Linked DNA regions of Callithrix jacchus: region 2 is linked to region 1. The links are chromatin contacts, called in public Hi-C maps. All regions are on one chromosome and are shown on one strand. Each heading gives the region's core, a stretch centred on a gene start, on an enhancer-like site or on the middle of the called end of the contact. The rest is flanking DNA. Distances are from core to core; before and after follow the strand shown.

The links. A called contact is a pair of places that touch in the nucleus more often than the background predicts.
Region 2: a Hi-C map of skeletal muscle shows a contact between it and region 1, with 5 times the contacts expected there. The contact joins two enhancer-like sites. A contact is called at or near these places in 2 of 3 Hi-C or Micro-C datasets (both in skeletal muscle).

Annotation. Positions count from the first base shown.
Region 1 is chr4:139,642,892-139,649,248 of calJac240_pri, reverse strand. No RefSeq gene overlaps it. Among named protein-coding and RNA genes, the nearest start is that of RPS12, 170 kb to the right of the region's middle. Within about 2 kb of position 3,603, at least 1 of the 16 cell types and tissues checked has an H3K27ac peak or open chromatin away from gene starts, as enhancers often do. A contact at or near this core is called in skeletal muscle, where this site is marked.
Region 2 is chr4:140,208,127-140,214,483 of calJac240_pri, reverse strand. No RefSeq gene overlaps it. Among named protein-coding and RNA genes, the nearest start is that of EYA4, 310 kb to the right of the region's middle. Within about 2 kb of position 3,088, at least 2 of the 16 cell types and tissues checked have an H3K27ac peak or open chromatin away from gene starts, as enhancers often do. A contact at or near this core is called in skeletal muscle, where this site is marked.

The DNA.
Region 1 (6,357 bases), core at 2,354-4,853:
AGATCCTAAGTCAAACATGCTATCTATAAAAAAGGGTAATGAGACAATCAGGGAAACGTGAACACTGGCTAGAAATATGATGATATTGAGGAAATACAGTTAAACTTTTCATAGGAATTATAGTATTTTGGCTATGTTAACATTGAAATTTTCTTATCTTTTAGTAACACATACTAAGATATTATTAGATGAGGTGATATGATGTCTGGAATTTGCTTTAAAACAATCCACTAGTGGAGGGAGAGGCATAGAGATGAAATAAGACTGGCTATGTGTTGAAGCCCAGTGATGGACACAAAGGGATTCATTCCACTATTCAACAGACTTCTGTAAGTACTTGAAATTTTCCCTGAAAATGAAAAAGAAAATGCTGCTTCATGGTCTCACAGCTTTCTTTGAATTATGGCATTGATTGTCTTGATGCCTCCATTGAAATATCTAAGATTTTCCATATGATGTGTTACATGTGCCTACACAGCCAATTCATGGGCTGCCTTGTAGGCTGCTCACATTTACCTTACCGTATTTCTTCTCCTTGAAAACTCACCTTCAACAACTGCTCCACTTTCTCCTCAATGAGTCAAAGCAGTGTTGGACAGTCATACCATAATGGAAGTAGCATGATATGGAAAAAAGCTCCCGGGATTTCTGGTCTATAAGTCACTTTCTTCTATAATAGCAATTCTGAAATTGAACAAGTTCTATCACGAAGTTCTGTGTAGAAGACAGCTATGGTTCTTATCAGTCTCAAGTGAGTGACTTCATTTTGAGACCAGGCACCTTAAATTACATACATTGATGCCTCCACTTTATAGCCTTTTAACATAATATTTTAATGTAGATGATTTATGAGATATCAGTTGCACCTCTGGAGTATGCTGGAATTAAACGCCATTTAAAGTCTTTTCCTATGATGACATTATGCCACTCTAGACCCTTTCTCTGTAAAATTGCTTCTCTTTTTTAGTATCTACTATAAATTTTATGATTGATTGCAGATATTTGTCTGCAGGGCCCAAAGCCCTTACACTTCTTTCTTGTGTTGCATTCCTTATTAGGTCACCCAAAAATAACAGTGCCAGAAGTTGTTATGAAGACAGACATTTAAAGGAATTTCAGGGTGAAGCTCATGAAAGGAAGGAGCTACATAATATGCTCTGCTTAGTGTTTCACTTTCTCTAAACTCAAATAGTCTTCTTTTTATAACATAGGTAAGAGAGAGGGCAAATTAAACTTTCTCACCACTATTAAACATTACAAGTTACAGATGTATTTCAACTAGGTGTCATTAATATGTCAGAAATTATTTTAATTCTCTTTCCCTTCTTAGGAATGGCAAGGAAATCACACACATACACACACCGATACACACACACAGCTCCAAAATGACAATGAATTCATATCATTTAGAATTCATATCACATAGAATTTCCCAGTATTCTCATTTGTATTTTTTTGCACACCAAAATAATGTGTTTGTGGACATGAAGAAAGCTATAATCTCATTTAACCAGAATATGTAGATACTTACCACTTAATCTCTTATTAGCAATTGTGAAAAAAGACCAAAGGTTGGCATTGATATATTCACCAGCTAAAAGGACACAGAACAGGTCATTAAACTTATAGACGAAGTTTGGAAATATAATAAAATTCACCATCCAAAGACCATTTATAAGGAGCAAATTCATTGGATTAAGTAAAATCTTAATGTGATGAGTGAGAACAATAAACCAAAATACCCTGGTAATACTTTTCATAGAATTGCAAATCTAACAACTCAGCAGAGGAAAACAGGTCTGATAAGTGGATGCTGAAAAACCATCTATGTGTGTCCTATTGAGATAACTGGGATAATGTAGTTTTGCAAATTATGAAGGAGCACACATCTGAGAGGGTGCCTGACCAAAGAATAAGTCAGAGGGAGAGAAAAATAGCACACGTAACAAATGCAATTGAGCAAAAAATAGAGATTATCTTCAGTGACTCACATTTTTATTGATTGCTTAGACTTTCAAATAATATTATTATATCATTACATGAATGACTAGCTCTTCACAACAACTATATTTACAGTGCTCGTTATATATTAGAAACTGCTGTAAGCACTGCACTAATCTTATAATCTTCACAACAATCCTGTGAAAAGGCATTGTTATTATGCCTTATATTACTTGTGATAAACTGAGGCACGAAGAGGTTACTTAACTTGCCCCAGGGAATGGTTGAGTTACAGCCATTACTGTACAGTACTGTACTGTGGTTGAGTACAGGGTACATTCCTTACTACCCCTTGCCTTCGAAAAGACAGGACAAACTTACATCAGATAGTTAGAGGACAATTATAAATATATTCCTAAAGCTATATGTGCATAACATGCTGAGAATGGATATGCATACATTAGAGAAAGGGCTGAGTAAAGGAATGAAAGAAATCATAATATGTAATTAGGATAATTGCAAAATAAAATACTTTCACATTTGTCATCTAATTCAGGGGAGAAATAAAACAATCTGCGTAAAGATGGTACAGAAAAGAGATATAATTGACCACAATTTCAACCTTAATTAGCAAAATAAATTAAAATAAATAAAAAATGTATGAATGGCATGAGAATATGCTACCATCACACTTAGTCAGTTTAGTTTTTGCCACCACGTGACCATCTGGAACTCAAAAATGCTGGTAAATGGCTGGCATAGTGGCTCACACGTGTAATGCCAGCACTTTGGGAAGCGGAGGCAGGAGGATAATCTGAGGTCAAGAGTTCGAGACCAGCCTTGCCAACATGGTGACACCCCATCTCTACTAAAAATACAAAAATTAGCCAGGCAAGGTGGCACACACCTGTAATCCCAGCTTCTTAGGAGGCTGAGGCAGGAGAATCTCTTGAGCCAGAGCCAGGAGGTGGAGGTTGCAGTGACCCAAGATCACGCCACTGCACTCCAGCCTGGGTGAAGAGCAAGACTTCGACTAAAAACAAACAAACAAACAAACAAAATGCTGAGAGACGCTATCCAAACAGCTAGTAAATTTATATTTCCTATACTCTAGACATTGCTTTATTAGTAGTGTTATTATTTTCATTTTTACTATAAAAGATCCTTGTGGTCCAAAATCAGTGTTAAAGTAGATAAGGTAAGCCCCAAAGGAATGCAAAGGACAGGCCAGCTGTAGTCAGGGCTGGTTGGGAAACGGGTTAGAAAGCCTGCGGCGATAATGATACCATTCATTATCTGACAGGAGAGAATCGGGGCCAGCCAGTGCTCCCTAGCATGAACTTTATTCTATCAACGTTCTCTTCAAAGTAGTCTGCATAGTGGAAAGTTGTGAAGGATATTTTATAGCTGATGTTAAAAGCTTACTTAAAAAAAATAGTTTAATGAAGGAAAGAATGAAATGTTGTTTTTAAAAAGGTAGGATCTAGTTTAGATTTAAGAAAAATTTCTCGGCTATAAAAACTTCCAATCTCCGTAATAGCATAGCAACGTAAATTATGGACTCACCTTCTCTTAGCATTTTTACGGCCAAAGGAGAAAACGATATTGCTGGCCTGCCTAAAATAGGGAGATGGACTAAATAACTTCAAGAATTCCTTCATGCTTCATGTTGATTTTGGGGTAACTTCAGGGAAGAACAGACACAGTCTACTGTTAGGTTTTTGGCTTAGTCTGAAGTGACTGCAAAGGTTTTAAAAGATCTGAGTGAAAGCATTCAGATACATGAACTCGTTATGGTATCTTAGATATACTTACATCAAAATCCTTAAGGATGTGAAAATACATTTCTACTGACCTTTTTGTATCTAGTATGTGCCGGTCCTCAGCAAATTTAGCCCTGGTGTGTCCCTAGCACTGAGGCAGGGGTTTCAAATTACTGATGAGGTCTTCTGCCTCTTTAAAAGTGGTATTAAGAGTACCTAGGAGTTCTGAGCAATATCGTCCCTTTTTAGATCTGTCCATTCATCATGATCCCATGCCAGAATTTGTTAGGTAAACATGATTGACAGACAGCCATCTTTATCCTTTATATGGCTGGAGGTCAGCCCTGGTGGAAAGTAATGCTTTTTTAATTAGCTGTTAGAGGATTGAGTTTCCTTTGTGTGGATTGTATGCTGCTGCTCTCTCTCTGAGCTGGTATCCAAAGTGGGTATCTCTTATGCCTTACATGCTCAGTATAACTCAGATGACTGAAGAACAATCATAAAAGATTAATATTGAAGCTGTTTTATAAAAATGTTCATAGCTGGCAAAAAAATAGAGAAAGAAAACATACTTGAAATAATAGAGTTCTCAGAAAGAAAAACGGCCTTTTTGAAGGCTATCTTGGCAGATAGTGGCTGCAAAGAGAAAACTGTTTTGTTGCAATTCTTCGGCTGCAAAAATAAAATAAAATAAACATAATTTTTAACTGTAATGTGCAAAATATAATTACCTCCTTCCATTTTAAGGTAAAATAAACCCTGAAACAGTTCTGGTTTGGCAGAGTTTGAAAGAAAAAAAAAAAAAAAAGGCAAGCATTCGTGACTAATTCAACGGCACTGGACTACTTCAGCATCTATTGTGAGGCAGGGTGTTCACTTCAGAAAAAGCTGATGACTTTTACGCCTAAAATAATTAACTCAGCAATAAGTAAAACCATTGTGAAATAAAAAATGGGTGTGTACAAAATACTGATACATATTCAAAACACATGCTTTTTATTTAAGTGTAAAATTGTTGGGCTATGAAAGAAACACTCAAGCTTATGATATGAACTTCTACATCATTTATAAATATAGTGACTAGATATGCTGGCCTGTTATCAGGGCTAAAGTTATATAAAGAGCCTCAAAGAGAATTTTCTACCTTATGAATCAAAAATAAAATTAATTATTTGTATGCAATGTATAAAGACACAGACTCTATCTCTTTGGTCTAGTTTCATGTCTAAACTGATCTATTGATTTTCTGTATGGCTTTTTGGTTTTTAATTTCACTGATTTCTATTCTTTTATTTATTATTTTCTTCTTCTTGCATATATTACACTTAAACATTTCTTATGGTTTCTTTGATTTGAATGCTCTCTTCTTTTGAGATGTTTCTTCCATCATGAACTTTTTTTCTCTCTCTCTCTCTTTTTTTTTTCATTAAGAGGTAGTATGACATTTAAGAGTATGAGATCAGGATCCAAACTGCCTGAGTTTGAAAGTGAATTCTGCCACCTACTAGCTGTGTGATTTTGGGAAAATTACTTAAACTCTCTGAGCCTCAGTTTCTTAAATGGGGCTAGAAATACTTTATGTTTATTAGATTGTTTTAAGGAATAAATGAGTAAATATATACAAAGAGCTTAGAAGTTTTTGCAATATGAGCACTTTGCATGCTATTACTACTGCAAATAGCACGCATTTATAAAATGTGTATGCTCATCAAGTATATTTTACAATAAGCTACCTTCCTTTAAATAACACATCAACATTAGCAAATAATTCCTTGTGTCTTTTCACTTGTGACTCATTTCTCACTGTATAAACAAAATATTGGGTTGTATTTAGAAATGAAGAGGAAAATCTACTTAGGATGTTGATGTCATCTATTACTCAATGGTCTCTAAGCTAATCATAGACACCAGATAGTCTTGGAGAGGCCTCTGAAACTAATCACAGTTTCAATCCAGATAGTCTTGGAGAGGTCTCTGCTGCATGTCTGGTTTATGGCAACCAATGATTAATTATAAACTGTCTTTATTAACTAACTGAGCTCGAGGAAATTAATTCATTAGTAAGCTATGTTTTTTTCTCTTTTGACATGGTGAATACATCCTTCAAACAATCACAAAAGCAAATATGAACAGTTCATTAAGAGCCACAATTATAAGACCAGATGAAGTACACAATTTTTTTAAAGAATCAAGAATGAACTGGTTTTAGGAGACATCCAAAATGATGTAGCTTTGCTAGTTTCATGCATGACGTTAAGCAGGCAAATACTTTCTTCCTGCATCTTTCGGCTTCAGACAGAAAAACTGGTCTGTACAATCGGAAACATGAACCACATTTGATGTCACTTGAGTTTTTAGCTTGGTAAGGTTGAGTTTTTCCCACAAAGGGTCATAATGGCTGTCAAAAAAATCCACATATAAAATTTGTTTACCACAGTTTAAACAAGCCATTTAATCTGCAGCTGGTCTGGCTGCATGTGAGGACACTAAGGAAAGCACCAGCCGAGTTGCATGGTGTTCACAGTAGAGATTCGTGTATTTACATGACTTTTAGCCAACACCTGGTGTCTTGGCTTGTAATGTGTGTATATGGGAGGGGCGGCCAGAAGTTGTGGGCAAAGACAGCTAAAATGAGAGAGAGAAAATCAATTTT
Region 2 (6,357 bases), core at 1,839-4,338, 570 kb before region 1:
AAAAGAAAGAAAGAAAGAAAAAGAGAAATGCAAGTTTTGGAGCCCCTCTTCAAACCTATTGAGTAAGAAAGTCTGAAGCTGGGGCCCTGAAATATGTATTTTCATGGCCCTCCAGTTGATTCTGATGCCAGTTGGAAAAGCAATTGCAACAAAAGCCAAATTGACAAATGGGAGCTAATTAAACTAAAGAGCTTCTGCATAGCAAAAGAAACTATCATCAGAGTGAACAGGCAACCTACAGAATGGCAGAACATTTTTGCAATCTATCCATCTGATAAAGGGCTAATATGCAGAATCTACAAGGAACTTAAACAAATATATATATATAAAAAAAACCCACCAAAAAGTAGGTGAAGGATATGAACAGACACTTCCTGGAAGATGACATTTATGTGGCCAACGAACATATTTAAAAAAGCTCATCATCACTGGTCATTAGAGAAATGCAAATCAAAACCACAGTGAGATACCATCTCCAGCCAGTTAGAATGGTGATCATTAAAAAGTCAGGAAACAACAGATGCTGGAGAGGATGTGGAGAAATAGGAACGCTTTTACACTGTTGGTGGGAGTGTAAATTAGTTCAACCATTGTGGAGGACAGTGTGATGATTTCTCAAGGATCTCAAACCAGAAATACCATTTGACCCAGCAATCATCTTACTGGGTATATACCCAAAAGATTATAAATCATTCTACTATAAAGACACATGTACATGTATGTTTATTGCAGCACTATTTACAATAACAGAGACTTGGGACCAACGCAAATGCCCAGCAATGATAGACTGAATAAAAAAAATGTGGCACATATACACCGTGGAATACAATATAGCCATAAAAAAGAATGAGTTCATGTTATTTGCAGGGATATGGATCAAGCTGGAAATCATCATTCTCAGCAAACTAACGCAGGAACAGAAAGCCAAACATCACAGGTTCTCACTCACAAGCGGGGGTTGAACAGTGAGAACACATGGACACAGGGAGGAGAACATCACACACTGGGGTCTGTCGGGGGTTGGGAGGCAAGGGGAGGGAGAGCATTAGGACAAATACCTAATGCATGAGGGGCTTAAAAAAACCTGGCTGATGGATTGATAGGTGCAGCAAACCACCATGGCACATGTATACCTATGTAACAAACCGACGTGTTCTGCACATGTATTCCAGTACTTAAGGTAAAATTTTTTTTTTAAAAAAAGCAAGAAAATTGAGAGCTACTACCACAGATCTCCTGTGTGACAGAGGCTAAGTAAAATCCAAGTCCAACCAGATGTGTGAAGGGTGACAGCAGGTGGCAGTGTTAGATTATTTCTGCCTTTTCTAGCTCTCTCTTCACCACAGAGCAAATGTAATTTGTCACAGGTTACTGGTCATTTAGTGAAAAAATAAATTTCATTGCCGTTTTTCTTTACAAAAAACAGAATTTTCATTCTCTGTAGATATAGAACCAAAATCTAAAAATAAAATATATACTCCTTTCCTTTTGAAAATTTTAACTTTGGAGGTATTTTTAAAATTGTGTTCCATCAAGATAATAAAATGCCTGTACTGGGCCCCTCTTCGGTGTATTCATACGAAGTCAACAAGACTTCCTCCCACCCCGACCCTATGCCCTGCCACTCTGCACTGTTTTATGTTCTATTCTGTGCAGCCGTGACTTTTACTTGTCCAATTTATTAATATATGAATATGAGTGCAAACACTGAACTTAAGGATAGTTTATATATTGAAAAGGGTTCCTTGCAGTGTAGACCAGAATATTAATCATAGTCCCTGGGATGGACTTAGAAAAGAACTATCGTTGTCATAAGAGATTATATGACATATACACGATTTTATAGCAAGAAAGTTAGGAGTCAGGCTTTCCAAGCACGTGATTCTCTTCCCCACTAGTGGAACCAACACCAATTGCTTTCTGATCCTCAGTGACCACAGGGATTCAGCCTGACCTGTCAGAGCCTTCTTGAAGGCTGCCCTCTGAGTGACCCTTCCTAGATCCCAGAGACTAGCCCACCGCACTGGACTTGCTCAAAGGAGGACCAGAAAGACCATATTGAGCTCCAGACATTGCCTTGTCCCTTTCACTGCACTCTCTAAACACAAAGAGTTTTTAATTTTAACATTATTGTACCCTTAAGAGCTTTTCTTGATAAATGGCTCTTTGGATGACATGTACAATAGCATCCAATGCCTTCTCCAAGATGAATGACTACTGTGATAACAGCAATACACTCAGGGCTATTCCGCCTACAACTGAAGCTTTGTTTTCTGATGTTCTTTTATCCCTAACACCAATTTGTTCCTGTCAGCAAACATAAGCTATTGAGGCAGAATTCCATGTACAGAAGGCAATGTTTGGTCTTCCCTACTGGCATGTTAAATATATTTTCCTGATACAATGTTACATTTAATGTTGTGCTGCTGGCTGGGGGAAAAATTCATCAGTGTCTCTTCAGCTCATGATCCTATCTTGTCTTGAGATCACGTTTCATTTTTCCTCAAGCCAAGAATACACGGGGTCTGGTCTATGGCCAAATAATGTGATTCTAGGACACAGATTGGGATTACTGAAGATAAAGTGGCCTGGCCATGAGGCATACTGTAAGAACACATGTGCTTATTAGATTGCGTCCCATCTCTGCGGCGGCTGCCCTCCTGCCAAGACTGAATGCTACTAAGCACATACCTCCCCTCAGTTCCCAAGTGAGTCACAAGTTTGCTTTCATTCCAACAGCAAAACATAACAGTGAGAGAGGCCCAGGGCCGCTTAAGAGCTACAAGCTGTCAGTTCGTGTGGGGACAGAGCCTGCCTTCCAGCTGAGGCAGCACCCCAATAATGCCAAGTGGCGCCTTCAGCAGTCTCACATTCTCACAGGTGCAAGCTATTTCTTCCTGAATGAATCACCGATTCTCCTCTAAGCGCTTTGTGCTACTCACTGCTGCTTATGTCATAAACACACAGAGGCTGCAAAGCTTCGCACTTTGTCCCAAACATTTAAAAGGAGCTTTTAGCCTATCTCCCTCCTTATATGGCAATAACCGATCTCTGAACCATTCTCATCCCAGGGCCTTATCTTGGAAAGGACCATGGAAGTCAAAGGCAATATCAATACTTGAAGACCTTCAGTGGTTATTTTTAGCGGACCAGATAAATAAGGCAGATATATGGCCAACCACTTTCAGATGGAATTACATATATGGGACCACATAGAGGAACTCATGACCCTTAGGTGTACTTTCACATCCAACAGTGAAGCCCACTTGGTCTTAAATGAAAGATCTAGGAGGCAGAAATGTCTCTGTGATTTTATTCTTCCATATCCAATCTCCCTTATCCAAAGGGCCCTAATTAGGGTTAGGGGCGAGTCTCATAGTTTCTTAAGGGTCCTAAGGTTAGGCGTGAGACTCATAGTTTCCTAAAGTGTAGAGTGTAGACTATCTGTGTCAAAATCATTTGAAGTGCTTTTTAGAGGTTTATTCCTTACTCCTACCACACACCACTCACTCCTCAGTGAATAGAATCACTGAGTTTGGGGCCCCAGGTGTCAGCATTTTAATGAGATTCTTGGGTAATCTTTTTGGACACTACATTTTGGGGACCATTTATTTAGGTTCTTAAGAGGCTTTCACATTACTGATAACAATGTCATTCCTTGAATAACTGTCATGGAATGTGATGAGCTCCAACCATGCCTTCAATTAACCCCCTGTGCAGAACTGGCACTTGGAGGTGCTTGTTCTTACTATGTATATATCATCCACTGAGATACAAACCTCTCAAGGGCAATAATTAGTTATTCACTTCCTTTATTTTTTTCAGCAATGGCAGTGACAATGCCATTGTAAGTAAACAAGACATATGCTCTCATAAAATTAGATGAGAAATAAGGCATATGGTTAGTAAAACGAGGCACAGGAAATTATTTGAACTTATTGTATTGCATTTGAAGGACATTCTACTGGTATTCTGCTGGAATAGGTCTTGCCTGATTGCCTAATTTCACTGAAGCCCACAAGGACGTGGCAAGGTTGACAAGCAGGCTTAACTGGCTATTGGCAAAGCTCTTTTAAGAGGACAGTCCCTACTAGCTGAGTTGAAACCTGGAGAGACCCAATAGAGGTCCAAATGCTAGAATACAGCCTGACATACGAGGTGTTCAATAAATGCTTGATGCATAAAAATAAGAACTGTGATTCTATTGCTTTGCAATATTTGCTGATTCACAGTTTCCTCATATTCTCATGTAGTTATTTTATTCTTATTATCTTACATGCCTGCCCTAATGACTAGAGAGTAAGAAATAATAGTAATACTTAATTTGAAAATATTCATTGGTGTTAATCAAGAAAAAGGGTCACGGTGAATTCTATCAGACATTACTGAGGCTCCCAGTGAAAAAGTCTAACTTGATACCACTCAGACAACTTAAAACCTGAGATCTAAGCAAAAACTCTAAGGAGAATGAGTTTTAGAGAAAATCAAAATGCTCAAACCTCTAGGAAATGATTCCCACAACCTTTACTACTTCTCTTTCTATACACAGGCACCGTCTCAAATGTGGTAGTTGGACAAGGATACTGCACATGTATTCCCACATGCAGTTCTAAGGCCTCCCTCAATTTAGAATGCAAGCTCAGTGAAGACAGGAACTAAAAATACACTCAATAATCCTCATAGGCACAAATAAGTTACAGTGTAAGTATCTTGCAGGCAGTCAATAAATACCTAAGTACTGGAATGAATGACAACCGGGATTCTGGCAAAAAAAAAAAAGTAGCCAGGAAATCTCCTCATGCCAAGAGGGGTGCCAGATGGTAAGAAGGATGCTCTAAGGAAAGGCCAGTGGAAAATTCCTGCTGGAAAAAATATTCTGAGCAGAATGCTTACTTATTCCCAAAGACCAGCCTGACCCTGTATGTGCCATTCTTGAGAACAAAAGAAGGAAAGGAAGAAAAAAGAGGAAGAAAGAAAGGAAAAGAAAAAAGAACAAGAGCAACGAAGAGACCCCAAGTGGCAGCAAACAGGTTTAGGAAAAAAGCATCTATTTGTGCTCGTTCACACAGCTCCTCAGCCTCTGTCCTGTGCCTGTAGCAAATGAATGACCCCTTCCCATTGGGAAACAGGTGTCTCCTGCCAATTAGGATTTAAAATTCAACAGGGGCTTCTTAAGAGAATGATGACAAGTCTAATTGCAAGAAGCAGCTGTAGAGCTCTTGGCTACACTAGGGCTGGTTTTATTAATCCCCATTTTGCTGGGTGCCTGGCACTGAGCTGGGGTCAGCTCCCCTGTCACGGGGTCGAAGCTATAAAATGTAGGGCGAGTGGTTAATGACCTGAGCTCAGCAGGAAGGATTAGAGTGCCCTTCCCTGACACAGGGAGTTGGGCATGTAAAAGTCAAATGGACACAAAGGCACTGTCAACAAGAGACAGCAATTCAAAGGGTTGCCACCCCTAGGGAAAGTGACCAGTAGGCTTACACAATACTTTGTTATTTACTCAATCTTACTGTGTTTACTGGTCTGTTGTCTGAACCCCACCCCTATGTCCAAGGAAAGAACCTGGAATTTCTTAGGAGCATGGCCTCAGAATGATTACTCATGTTTGCTTGTGCAAACATACTCATTCTTACATTGTATAAACCCTGCCTTGAAGAGATCCAAAAAGTGTGGCCATATAGTACACCATCAGTATAGAATTGGCAAAGCAAAGCAAGACAAACAAATCTGTGCATCTGAACAGCCTATTGAGACACATTTTAAAGACAAATTGAAACTGTTAAAACAGTTTCTTAAGATTTCCTAATGGTAAAGCCTTCCTTAAGTCCCCCTTCTATGGGTGTGTTCTCTAGGCAGCATGTACATTCATATATGCTCACGTGCATATATATCAACATGCATATGCAAATAGTACCTCTCCAGCAAGCCCTCCTTACCCTCTGTGCTTCCGTAGTACATGCTTTATGCCTGCACAACATTTCTTCAAGTGCCTTTACTATTTGCTTTTATACCCAGCTCATTCATAACTAGAGTGCAAACTGTGAGGGTTTATTGTGTTTTAATTGTCTTTGCATCCTGATCATCTAGCATGGTACCTGACATATAGTAAGTGCTCAATAAATATTTCTTTGAACTACCACTTCCCCAATCAGGAGGCGTGGGAACCACCTGCCAAAGAAACGCTAACAACTGCCAAGGCAAACATTCTGCAATCATATGGCTCCGTTGCCATCTAAGAAGTTGTTCCTCTAAAATGCCAGTGACGACAAGAAAGTCCAAGAAACATTCCTCCCGAAACACATGCAAAAATCCATTGTGGAATGCCTTGGCCTTCCCTCATAAGAATAGCTCAAT